2 separate regions of the Mus musculus genome follow, and region 1 is linked to region 2. Evidence: chromatin contacts called from public promoter capture Hi-C data. All regions are on one chromosome and are shown on one strand. Each heading gives the region's core, a stretch centred on a gene start, on an enhancer-like site or on the middle of the called end of the contact. The rest is flanking DNA. Distances are from core to core; before and after follow the strand shown. Region 1 holds the start of Slc9a1 (solute carrier family 9 (sodium/hydrogen exchanger), member 1). Region 2 holds the start of Ythdf2 (YTH N6-methyladenosine RNA binding protein 2).

Region 1 (6,333 bases), core at 2,741-5,240, 1.2 Mb after region 2:
TCAGTTATTTAGTTTGAAAGCCAGTATTTGAGAGGAAGGCAGGAGGCCTGAAGAGATGGCTCAGTTGGTTAAGAACACTGGTTTCTCTTCCAGAGGTCCTGAGTTCAATTCCCAACAACCACATGGTGGCTCACAACCATCTGTAATGGGATCTGATGCCCTCTTCTGGTGTGTCTGAAGACAGCCACAGTGTAGTCATATACATAAAATAAATAAATCTTTAAAAGAAGAGAGATAGAGGAAGGCAGGAGTATAAATTTACAAGTGATTATGACACGGTATCAAAACAAACCCAAACAGACATGAAAGTCTAAGTTTAAGACTTCAAGATACCCGCAAGAAAGGTTGACAATGACAAATTCAGGTGGTGCCTGCTGGGCGCTGCTCTAAAGCTTTATTTATGTACATTCCCTAATATTCTGACTACAGCACCACAAGGTTGGCCCTGTTGCTTTATGGTGGAAGAACTTGGAACAGAGACTGATTACTCCAGGTCTCACGCCTGTGGTGGTGCTGGGACAGGGTCTAGACAGTGGCCATCTGTGTTAGGCAGCCCTGAAGCCTCCTGGGACTGTGCCCTAGCTACAAGCTAGGATTATTTCCTGATACTGTTAAGTTTTTATAACCTTCTCCATGTCCTGTAGGACCTCCACCAGGGGTGGTATTTCCTGGTTCTTCTCCGATCTGTTCTCTCTGGAGCTGGCACCAAAGACTTACTGAGGGCTGGAGGGGGTGGGGTGGGGGTGGGGAACACCAGTGACTGCCAGTGGCCTCAAGGCTTGGGAGTAAAGTGCCTACACTAGCCCTGCCCTTCCTCTCCCTTTAGTAATCCGTACTGAGTCTGCAGTGTAGATTAAAGCCTGGCTTTAAATGTTAGCACTGCTTCCCCACAGCTATGTGATCTTAGGCAAACAGCTTCAAGAATCCAAACCTTGGTGCTTTATCTGTCAAGTGAGAATGGGAATAATCACTACTGCATCCTGATTCTCTGTTATACGGCATAGCAGTTGGTTTTCAGTTCTCAGTGACTCCACAAGGCATTGTTGATTCTGATCCTCTGGGGTTTTAGTTATTGAGAACGGAACACAGTGCATTTTATATGCTAGGCAAGCACTCCAGTGCTGAGCTATGTTCCCACCACCTTATTTTATTATCATTATTATTAATATTATAGATTTATGTATTTATTTTATGTATATGAGTACACTGTCGCTGTCTTTAGACTCACCAGAAGAGGGCATCAGATCCCATTACAGATGGTTGTGAGCCATCCATGTGGTTGCTGGGAATTGAACTCAGGACCTCTGGAAGAGCAGTCAGTGCTCTTAACCTCTGAGCCCAGTCCTGCATTATCTTTTATATCATTTTATTTTGAGGCAAGCTCTCCAAAGTTGATCATGCTAGCTTTGAGCTCACTCTGTAGACCTTGCAGGGTTTGAACTTTCCATCCTCTTGACTCAGTCTCCTGAGAAGTCTCATCTCAATGCCAGATGGCAAGCCTGGCTTGTTCTGATCTGTGACCTAGAAGTCATTCCCTTTTCTCACCTCCATTGGAGCTACTGTTTGTCTTTCATCTGTTCTCAGTATTGTCTTAAAGTGTTGGGGATCGAACCCGGGGTGTTGCTCATGCTAGGACAGCTGCTCCATGATAGTCTCCGAATCCCATAACACACCCCTCATGTGTGTATGGGTATGGTATATGCATAGTGTGTTGTGTTGTGTGCAAGTGCATCAGCCTTGTACAGGCAGACGCCAAACTAGGAATCATGTTTCCTGTGACCTTTCCTTAGTCTCTCAAGATGGAGTCTCTCACTGAACCTGGAGCCAGGCTGGTGGGCAGCAAGCCCTAGCAATCTTTTTTGTCTCCATTCTCCAAGGTACGAGGGTTAAAGGTATGTGGGCATACTTGGCTTTCTTGTTCTTTTCTTTTAACTCTGAGAGCTGGGGATTTATTTGAATGATGGTCCTTAGCCACTAAAGCATCTTTCCAGGTCTGTTTCTGAATCTTCTCTTTCTTTCTTTCTTTCTTTCTTTCTTTCTTTCTTTCTTTCTTTCTTTTCTTTTCTTTTCTTCTTTCTTTCTTTCTTTCTTTCTTTCTTTCTTTCTTTCTTTCTTTCTTTCTTTCTTTCTTTCTTTCTTTTTCTTTTTTTTTTTTTCCGGTCACCTCCCAGTGTCTGAATCTATTCCTGGAAAAACGTGGCAAGGTTCAGAAAAGTCAGAAATGTTTTACACTTGGTTGTCATATCACACTCTTGTTACTTGAAAACACCTTTTTCCAGATGGAAAGTACACAAACTCTGAAGGCATGGTGAACTCCCACAACATAACTGCCTCTGAGTAACTGGGTATGGACCACCCAGTGAAGGAACAGGACACTCCCAGAGCTGGGAAGCTCACCTTGAGCTCTGGAGCTGACCCTAATCACCATTCACAGTCCCACTCCACGCCTCATGCCTATGTCCCTAGCTCAGCAGAAATCCTTGTCAAGAAAGTTCTGAAGAGATTTGTCAAACGAAAACAAACCCCTCTAACAGCCCCTTGAACAAATCACCTTGGATTTCTCGGCTTTAATTAACCTTTCCATGAAACAGGATGGCATTTGAAATGATTTAAAAACTTCTCAGTCTGGGCTCAGCGGTGGTGTGCTTACCTAGCACGCACAGGGTTCTGTGTTCAGATCCTACTTCTGAGGGGGGGGGGAAGAGTTCTCATGATTGCACCATGTAGACACAATGTCTCGACCTTTCTGAACTCTAATCAATATCATTCATTCAAATTCCAGTTCCGGCTGTGTGTGGTGGTGCATACCAGTAATCCCACTTGAGAGGGAGAGGCAGGAGGATTGCCAAAAATTAGAAGCCAGCTGGGCTACATTGTAAGAATGTAGCCTTTCGCACAAAACAGAACATGCCCCTTCTGGAAGCTGTTTTCTGTCTGCAGATAATAAAAATCCTTCTTTTCTCTTTAAACCAGACAGACAGACAGACAGATAGACAGACAGACAAAAACAATACCCAGCCTCTTACTTTTTGGTTGTTTCACTACTGTTATGAGTTGAAACACGCCCTTTCAAAAGAAGCTGAAGTCCTACCCCTGCCCACCCCTCAGTGCCCGAGAATGTGGCTTTATTTAGATGAGGGGTTTTGTTGTTGTTGTTGTTGTTTTAAATCTCTTTGAGACAGGGTCTCCCTACTGACCTCAGCCTGGTCTAGAACTCACTTTGTTACACAAGCTGACGTTGAGTTAAAAATTCCTCTTTCTTTAGTTTCCCAAATGCTGGAATTACAGTTTCCCACCGTTCGTGGCTCAGATTGGGTTTTTGAAGTTGATCAAGGTAAGGTACGCCATTAGGGCCAATTCCTAATTCAATTTGCTTGGAGTCCTTTTAAAGGGGGAAATTTGGACCTAAAGACGGATACAGGGAGGCTGGGGTTATGCCGCCACAGTCAAGGGAAGCCAATACATTGCCATCAAAGCACCTGTGGCTGGGATGCAGGAACGGATTTCAGCTCACACGGTCCTCAGCACAGGTCAATGCTTGGGAACATACAGAGTGCAGATTTCTAGCCCATTTCATTCATTCATTTAACTTTATTTTGTGACACTGGGCATAGGAACCAATGGTAGACAAGCACTCTACCTCTGAACCACGATCCCATCCCTTTCATTCTAAACATTTCTCATAGATCACCTCATTTAACCATCTTGTTATCCTTTTGTTATAGCTATCCATCTCCACCTTACAGTTGAGAAAGCTGTGAAACAGAGAGGCTAAATAACTTGTTCAAAGTCACATGCTAACAAGAAAACACTTTGTAGATAGTACAGTATGTCACTCGTGTTAGATTGTACTTTTTTTTTTTTTTTTTTTTTTCCAATTTAGGTCTCGGCTTCCTCTTCTTACGTGACACTTCCTTCCCTGGGCGACAGGGGCCGCTGCACCGCGCGGGCGCTGACAGGTCTCTCTAGCTTGCTGCGCCTGCTACTCGTTGGTGCCTATAAATGGCTGCGCTGTGCTCAGCGAGGCATCAGTCCGCTACCGCGGGACCCGGGGCTGTGTCAGGTCTGGAAGTGGAGCTGGAGCTGACCGAAGGAGCTGCCGCTGGGCCGGGGTGGAACACAGCTCTGCACCGGGGTCTTAAGGAGGGGTGTGTTGCTGCTGGCTCACTGCGAGCCGCCTCCAGCCTGCGCCGAGGCACCTTCCCGCCAGGCCGTCTGCCTCTGTCTTCCGCCTCCCTCCATTTCCCCGGAATCTCAGCCCGGCGCGGCTGGACCCTGGCTCTCCTGTGGGTGGGAAAGCCCCAGCCTTTTTCCTGCTATACTCCTTTATCCCAGGCTGGCCTTCCAGCCTTCTCTCGCCTTTCCCTGCGGAGTGGGTCTCACCCTTTTCCGTCTTTAGCCCAGGCTCCTTACCCCTCCCCTTTAGCCGAGTTCCAGCACCCTGGTGATTTTCCTTAGCCAAAGGTCCTATCCTTCTTCCTCCTTTCCCTTGCCCGTGGTCCAGCCTATCCGGCCCTTCCCCTCTCTTCAGGACGCAGTTTCCCCGATTTCCTTCTCTCAGCCTGAAGTTCTAGATCCTTTCGGTTTCCTCCTTAGTCCCTCCAAGGTACTTAACCCCTTTTTGCAGTTTGGACTTTGAGATTGTGAATCTCTAGAAAACGAAAATACTTCTCTAAAACATGAACTTTTCCTAGAGATTGCCCCAGTCTCACCCCATCTGCAGGACTCCTTGCTACCTATGTCCCAGGTCTTACACGCACTTCGCTAAGGGCTGAGGCCTCCTAGGCTGGGGGATCAGTATGATGCTTCGGTGGTCCGGCGTCTGGGGATTTCATCCACCTCGGATCTTCCCCTCCTTGCTGGTGGTGGTTGCCTTGGTGGGACTGCTACCTGTTCTCAGGAGCCACGGCCTCCAGCACAGCCCTACTGCCAGCACCATCAGAGGTTCTGAACCACCCCGGGAACGCTCAATTGGGGATGTCACCACGGCACCATCAGAGCCTCTCCATCGCCCAGATGACCACAATTTGACCAACTTAATCATTGAACATGGCGGTAAGCCATCTCGGAAGGCCTTCCCAGTCCTGGACATTGACTACCCTCACGTGCGCACACCCTTTGAGATCTCCCTCTGGATTCTCCTGGCCTGCCTCATGAAGATAGGTAAGTGCATGATGGTGCTGTTGCTGCCACCACCAGATAGGTGAGCTTCTTGCCCCACTTGTTACCAGGTTCTGCTTCTCAGGCTCTGAATGAACCACTTCTGCAACGCGGGCGGGCAGCCTCTCCCTCCTTTTTGTTGGTCCTTAAACTCCAGCTCTGGCCTGTGAGCTGGCATTATGTAGCAGGAGGGAGGGTCAGGAGCGTGCACGAGATGGGATGCTTCTGATATTGGTTTCAGAAAAGCTGCCAAGGCTTGGCTGGTCTCCTACAGCTGGGATGGGACCTAGAGAGGAGGCAGGTGCTTAGCTATGTGTAAGACAGGAATATCCTTTAGCAAGTGGCCCTTTCTGTCCTGTCAACAGGAATCAGTACGGATTTATTACATTCTTTGTGAAAGGGTGTTTTAGGACTTGGCCTGTCTAAGGATTTTGCGTAGAGTAAGGAACTAGGTACAAGGCACTTAGGTGTGTGGTAGAACACAGGGATCCCCAGAGACTTATTTACCTTCATCCCCAGAGTGATACCTCTCAGCTTTGCCTGCCAAGGCCAGTCAGAAGCCCCTGAGTCAGGTCCCAGTCCAGAAATGCCAACCGTTATCCAGTTCATAGGAATGGCTACAGCCAGCCATTTGGGGATGGCAAGAAAGTAGAGGAGGTTGAGGTTTGGTTCAGGTTTGTACCCAACTGACTAGAGACGGGGACCACCCATTGAAGGCAAAGAGATAGAGAAGAGCTGGGTCTAAAGAGATTTTAAAATATTCTTTTTGGAAGAATGACATGAAAATGCTGTTCCTTCTCCAAGGGTTGGGGTTCCTGCCCAGCCTGAGCACCCTGTTCTGCTGGGTGATTGGTGGGGTTCTCCCGAGGCTGCATAGCCCAGAAGTTCCTGGAGATGGTATCTAGGGGGCTTTTCAAGCTACCTTAAGTTTTCCAGCCCACTTTCAGCGAACTGAAAGTGGGAGCCACCGGGTCTCTCTCTGCTTCCCTCTTTGCTTGAGATTTGGGTTTTGAGGAGTTAGAGACTCTGGGCAGGAAGTCTCGCAGCTTCTTTTCCCAAGGACACCAAACTGGTGTGAGGCTGGCCCTGTGGCATGCTGCAGGAACTAACCAGTACCTCTGTTTTGATAGATCCAGGAGCTGGCTTCCTGGTATGGGGCTTTGGTGCTGAGGT
Region 2 (6,714 bases), core at 258-2,757:
CACCGGCCTTGCCTGTGGGCTCAAGTAAGGTTCGAAATCATCATCATTTAGTCCATCCTTTTGATGCACAGAACCATTTTGTACTAGAGGGGAAAAGTTAAATTAGCAATGCCCTGGTCCGAAGAGCTCCCTTCCAAACCCATCCATCAGTTTACATTCACACCAGGAAGAAACCATGCTAGTTCCAAGAGTCACTTGGTTTGAAACTCCGGGGAATAACGATGAGCGCCAGGGCTGAAGCAAGAGCCGGACAGTGAAAAAGAGTCTCCACCCCAGAGCGAGCTGATCTTTTTAAAAGGTCAGTGTATTGGCTCCTTCGAATTTCAATTCCCTCCGGCTTTCTCTCCCCGCTTCCTTCACATGTGAGTGACTTCCAGAAAGTGCTCCACGAGGAGGAAACACAAAGGGCTCCTAAGACCTACGAGAAAACTAAGGACCTGGTGCTTCTCAAAATGCATTCCACCCCCGGCCGCTCATGAATTACTCGTTGTTAACGAAAAAAGCTGCCCGCCAGCTGCAGGGCCACACCAAAAGGGGCGACCGCCCCGCGCGCGGCACCTGCGACCCGAGCGGCTTCGGAAAGGTCCTTTCCCCGGGGCGCGTCCTCGAGCCACCGCCCCCACGGCCCGGCGGACCCCCCTCCCCATCCCGGCCGGCGGCCACCCGGAGGAGCGGGGTCTTACCTTTGTTTCCTTGACCTTTTGGTCTCTGCGAGAGGAGGGGACGTCGCCGAGCAGCAAGTCGTCCGAGAAGAAAACGGAAAAGGAAAGACAAATGAACGCGGGGCCCGAGCAGGGAAGAAAGGAACCGGCCTGGGGGGGACGCGTGGTGAGGGGGAGGCGGGGACGAGCGCTAGGCCGGCGGGGCAGCCCCGGCAGCCCGGCCACCCGGCAGCCACACGAGGGAAAGAGAGGAAACGAGGAAGGGAAGCCCGGGCCGCTACTGGGAGGGAGCGCGGCGCGGCCGGCCCGGCCCGGGGAGGAGCGGGAAGAGCGGGCCGGGCGGGAGACTCAGGGCGCGGCCGGTCTGAGGCCCGAATCCCGAGCCGCGAGAGGCGCCCGCCGCGGCCCGGCCAGGAGCGGCGGGCCCGGGCCTAGTCGGGCCCCGTCTCGCCTCACACAATGGCCGAGACATGCGGGCTGGGCCTGTACCTGCTCCAAGAGGCTGCTGGCCGACATGGCTCTCGGATCCTCACGGGGAACGACGGCGGCGGACTCCTCGTCGGGACAGCGGCGGCGGCGGATGAGCCCCGACGACGGGAGCAGAGGGTGCGGCGGCGGCTTTTGTCCCTGACACTCGGAGCCTCGCCTCGGCGGACGCAGCAGAGACACAGCGCGCGACTCGGGCTCCGGCTCCGATCCGGCGACGCTCTAGGCCGCCGAGCTCAACGCCCGTCTCTATGCTCCGGAGCGCGCGCCCGCCCCCTCGCAGCCCGAATGGGGGAGGCCGAGCGGCAGAGGCGGGCGGCGCGCGCGGCGCGAGCGCTGACTCTCACAGTCGCTGACCCACGCGGAAGGGCCCGGCGCGAAGCATCTCGGGAAGGGAGAGCCGCGCCCGTGGCGCCCTCTGCTGGGCTGGAGGAGCGGAAGCGGTGCGCGCGCGGTCTCCCCGCCCCCACCGCCGCCGCTTTGGGCCTAGGAGCCCTGGGTGGCACCGGGGGTCACCACTGGAGTTTTTTGGCAAACACCTAGAGAATAATTGTTTTGTCTTAAGAAAACACGCAGAAGCCCCTTTCTTAATGGGGCAGAGGCTTCTACTCTGTGTAGGACTTGAGCCCTAACTCATAACTGCATTTGATAACTCTCCCCCAATTTGAAAAGGAACCAGAAGAGAGGTCCTAAGAGCTCACAGGGAAAACTTCATGGAGGTCGGCCCAGAAGACACCCGCGCCCTTCCTTAAGACTATTGTCACCTTCCTTCCTCAGGGACTTGAAAAAAACACCCAGGAGCAGTACTTCCACTAAATATTAAAAAGCCGGCCCTCACTGCCCTGCACACAAGACATTTACCCCTTTGACTTTTGAGGGAGAAAAATATACACTCTCTTTTTTTCAGAGAAGTCAGTGACCCCAAAATAATCTAGTAAACTCTGGACTTTATTCCCAAGAAAAAGACACCTCACCCGTATGCACAGTGTCACACACACTTTCTTGAAGTCTGTTGGACCCTAAGAGGAAATATTCGTGATCTAAGGACTGGAAAATGAACGCTATTCCAGTATGTGCTGTGTGCAGGGCTTTGTCATTAAGTGCTTTCTGACACATTAAATTTAAAGACTTTCAACAAGTTCAAAGTGCCTATCAAACAATGTTACAGCTGGGAAAAGGGAGATTAAGCATGCTGCCAAAGTTATCAAGTTATTAAATAGATCTGTGCTTTTGACACAAAGAACAACATAATATCATTCTTCAACAGCTAGAAAAGAAATCCTGTATTCATGAGCTAAGATTCACTGGAGAGCCAAAGGATGAGCAAAGGCAGGTTTTTTTTTGTTTGTAGGGTTTTTTGTTTGTGTTTTGAGACAGGGTGCCTCTAGCTGTCCTCAAACTCACTAGGTAGACCAGGCTAGCCTTGAACTCAGAATTCTGCCTGCCTCTGCCTCCTAAATGCTGTTATCAAAGGCATGCACCACCAAAGGCATTTTTAATTTAAAAAAAAAAAAATCACGAGCTGGGCGTAGTGGTGCATGCCTTTAGTCCCAGCACTCGGGAGGCAGAGGCAGGCAGATTTCTGAGTTCGAGGCCAGCCCGGTCTACAAAGTGAGTGCCAGGACAGCCAGGGCTACACAGAGAAACCCTGTCTCAAAAAACAAACAAACAAACAAAAAAAAAATCACTCTGGACAAGGATATTTAGTAGTAGGTTTTGCTATTGCAAATGGTAGACACCTGAGCAATGCACTATTGTTAACCTAATGCCATCTGCTTGCTAGATAGAGAAGGTTTGGATTTGACAGATTCAGGAGGAAAAAGCCAAGACTCTTGGATTTTACTTTGTAAACCGCTCAAAGTAAGTGCAAAGCATTTCTTGTCTGCTTATACTCACATTTATGGCTTAAGTGAATAAGATCAGACACCAAAGTTAAAGAACTCTTAGTAAAATGTCACATCTCAGGGTGGAGAGCCCATTAATTGAATGAGAGAAGCCTAGTAATGGTTTTTTTATGAAAGATAATTAGCCAGTCAACCTCATGGCTCAGCTTTGTATATAAACTGTATCAGCAATTGCTTGCATTTAGAGACAGCTTGATTTTGTAAAAAGAGAATTAGACTAGACATCATCTCCTGAGAACGAGAGAGAGTCTAAACACTGGTCTCCCGAGTCCAGGTACAACACTAGGAAAATTATTACACCTGTCTCAGATTCCCTCCCTTAAGACAGAGGATAATACCACCTGCCTAACAAGTTTCTCACAAAAATAAAGGTTAAAAAAAAGAAGAAAGAAAGAAAGGAGCCAGGCGTGGTGGCGCTCGCCTTTAATCCCAGCACTCGGGAGGCAGAGGCAGGTGAATTTCTGAGTTCAAGGCCAGCCTGGTCTAAAAGTGAGTGCCAGGACAGCCAGGGCTATACAGAGAAACCCTATCTTGAACCCCCCCCCCCAAAAAAAAAGAAAGAAAGGAAGGAAGGAAGGAAGGAAGAAAGGAATAAGTTGAAAACATTAGAAAATGGTGGGTATGCTGTGGGTTCCTTTCGTGTGATCTTCTTAAGAGATGGGGGAGGGAGGAGTGCTTCTGACAGTTTCTTCAGCTACAGGGAGCCTTGATTAGCTCCTGTGCGATCACCTTTTCTGCAGGAGTTCCCAGTTAAACGCTAAAATATCCTTGTGGGGAAGGGTAATGCTAACCCTGGGTTCGTTTACCAAATTGGTTTCACAGACTCCTAAATAAACAGAACATACCAAACTGATATGTGTAATCCCTGGGAAGCAGGAAGGGAAGGCTGGAGTGGATGATAGTATTTTAGGGCTTAGAGACTATTATATGGGAACTGAGTTGAGGTTCTAGTCCAGGGTCTGCCACTGGAGCCTCTTAACAGCACCTACAGAGCGCTAAGCAATGTGCTAGGGAGAAAGGCTTACAGTTCACTTTCCCTTGGAGTTTATAGACTCGTTAAGGACATTGAGAGCATGCAAAGAGTTATTCAAAGTGACTCAATTATCACTGTGCAAAGTGCAATGAGGAAGTAGAGGCAGGTGACCTCTTCAGAAGAGCATGGAAGTGTTCACTGAGGAGTGAGCTGTAGCCCAGGCAGACTTGAAGGACCATGAGTTATTAACCAGACAAGGAAGGAAGCTAGCAAGAACACGATATGCAAAGACCGTAAATGAGGAAGAGGCAGGCACCAGTAGGGACTGATAAGAGGTTGCCATAGCTGGCTCATGCCAAGAGGGAGGGTGGCACCACATGAGACTGGAGAAGTAAGCAAGAAAAACTGTAAGGACCTCGTTCTTTTGCTACAAATTTTGGTCTGCCAATAAAAGGTTAAAAGTATAGTAAGTCCCAGTGCACTGTGGGAAAAGATTAGGGATTAGAAGATCATGACACTAAATCTAGGCCAAAAATAATGGCAGCAAATCTAGTATAAACTGACCTGTAGCCACAACAGAGGTCTAACCAGTCATGGTGGAGGTAGGAGGCAGGATACCTTCAAGGGCAATCTTGCCTACATGAGAGTCTCTCTAAAATCTACAGGGACTGGAAAAACTCTGGTCTCCATATGCACCCACATACATGTGGAATACACACATACACACACAATTAAAAATAAAGTAAATTTTGCCAGGTGTGGTGGCACATCACCATATCCTTAAATCTGTGAGTCCAAGGGCAGCCTGATCTACATAGTGAGTCCTAGGACAGTCAGGACTATGTAGAGAAACTGTCTAGGAAAGCAAAGCAAAAAGACAAAAAGAATAAATAAGTAAACTTTAAAAATGATAAACTCTACAAAATAAAAATCTCAGTTGGAGGTAGAAAGACAGCCCGGCTTTTCAAAGCACTTGTTGCTCTTGCAGAGTCCTAGGTTTGACCGCCAGCACCATACAGAGGCTACAACCATCTGTTAACTCTACATCCAGGGGACCTGGTGTATGGGATCTGGTGTGGGGGTAGGAAAGCCTTCTCTAACAAGACAGCATGTATGTAGCCCTGGCTTCTAGTATCTTTACATACATGCAGGTAAAACATTCAAACACATGAAAAACTTTTTTGTTTGTTTTTCGAGAGAGGATCACTCTATTTAGACCAGGTTGGCCTCAAGGTCCTAGAGCTCCATCTGCCTCTGCTGCCTCCTGAGTGCTGAGATTAAAAGCCAGGGACCACCACACTCTGCTAAATGTATTTTAGCTAATTTATTAATTAGTTTGGTTTGGTTTTGAAACATATATTGTCCTGGAACATATAGCTGTCCTGGAACTCACTCTGAAGAGTAGGATGGCCTTGAACTAATAGATATCTGCCTGCCTCTGCCTCTGGAATGCTGGAATCAATGATACTGTGCCTAGCCATTGAATTCCTCAGTAGCCCAGCTAGACCTTGAATTTTTGATCCTCCTGCCTCAGGTTCCCAAAGAACTAGGATTATAGGCTGCTTCTATCTGATTTTGTTTCCTACTGATTTTGTTTTCCTTCAGTGCTGAGTTCCAGGCCAGCCTGGTCTACAGAGCAAGTTCCAGGACAGCCAGGGTTATACAGAGAAAGCTTATCTGAGAAAAGAAACAAACAAACAAACCCAGAAGGCAGGTGTGGTAGTCTATGCCTTTAATCTTAGCATTTAAGGAGGCAGTGGCAGGGAGATTTCTCTGAGTTCTAAGACAGCCAGAGCAACACAGAGGGACCCAGTCTCAAACAAACATTTAATGAAAGAAAGTCTTGGATTCAGTTAGAAATCTAGAAGAAGGAAGTTAAAGAAAGCAATGAGTCTTCATATCAGCCTGTGGTGGCACATGGACATAATCTGAGCTCTTGGGAGGTAGAGTCAAGATTTAGGGAGAGGCAAGGTCAACCTCAGCTATATTACAAGTTGCATGGAGCCAGAGCTACAAGGAACCTTGTCTCAAGTTTTATTTTACTATTTCACTTATTTTATTTTGAGGAAGTATCTCACTATGTAGCCCTGGCTGGTAAAACTCCCTGTGTAGATAAGGCTGGTTTGGAACTCACTTATCCACGAGTCTCTGTTTCTTGAGTGCTGGAAATAAAGGTATGTACCATTGTACTCAGAAAAAAAATCTTTTCAGATAAGGTATTGCTATGCTACTCAGGTTGGCCTAAGTCCATCCAGCTCTGCCGTCAGCTGGGATTAAAGGCATATGCCACCATGCCTAGCTCATAGTCCAGTTTTTTTTTTTTTTTGTTTTTTGTTTTTTTTGTTTTTTTTTTTTTTTTGGGTTTTGAGACAGGGTTTCTCTGTGTGGCCCTGGCTGTCCTGGAACTCACTCTGTAGACCAGGCTGGCCTCGAACTCAGAAATCCACCTGCCTCTGCCTCCCAAGTGCTGGGATTAAAGGTGTGTGCCACCACGCCCAGCTTCATAGTCCAGTTTTAATTCCTTTTTTTTTTTTAATAGCCTGGGCCAGAAATAGGGGCACATGGGAGATAGGGGCAGGCACAGGTCTGAGTTGAAGGCCAACCTGGTCTATATAGCCAGTTCTAGGACAGCCAGAGATACATGGAAAGACCTGTCTCAAAACAACTGGCTGGAGAGATGGCTCAGCGG

The links. Capture Hi-C pulls out chosen DNA fragments and counts their contacts.
Region 1: a contact with region 2 is called in a promoter capture Hi-C map of liver, with 2.6 times the contacts expected there. The contact joins the promoter of Slc9a1 here to the promoter of Ythdf2 in region 2. A contact is called at or near these places in 1 of 39 promoter capture datasets (pre-B cells), 1 of 484 Hi-C or Micro-C datasets (neutrophils) and 1 of 9 other capture datasets (liver).

The regions. Positions count from the first base shown.
Region 1 is chr4:133,365,745-133,372,077 of GRCm38.p6, forward strand. Slc9a1 (solute carrier family 9 (sodium/hydrogen exchanger), member 1) reads left to right here and starts at 3,991. Exons shown (of 12, transcript NM_016981.3): 1 at 3,991-5,163. The coding sequence starts at 4,800. It overlaps Mir5122 (microRNA 5122), which reads left to right and starts at 4,032; the gene lies at 4,032-4,120.
Region 2 is chr4:132,210,749-132,217,462 of GRCm38.p6, forward strand. Ythdf2 (YTH N6-methyladenosine RNA binding protein 2) reads right to left here and starts at 1,508. Exons shown (of 5, transcript NM_145393.4): 1 at 1,152-1,508; 2 at 684-708; 3 at 4-83. The coding sequence starts at 1,178.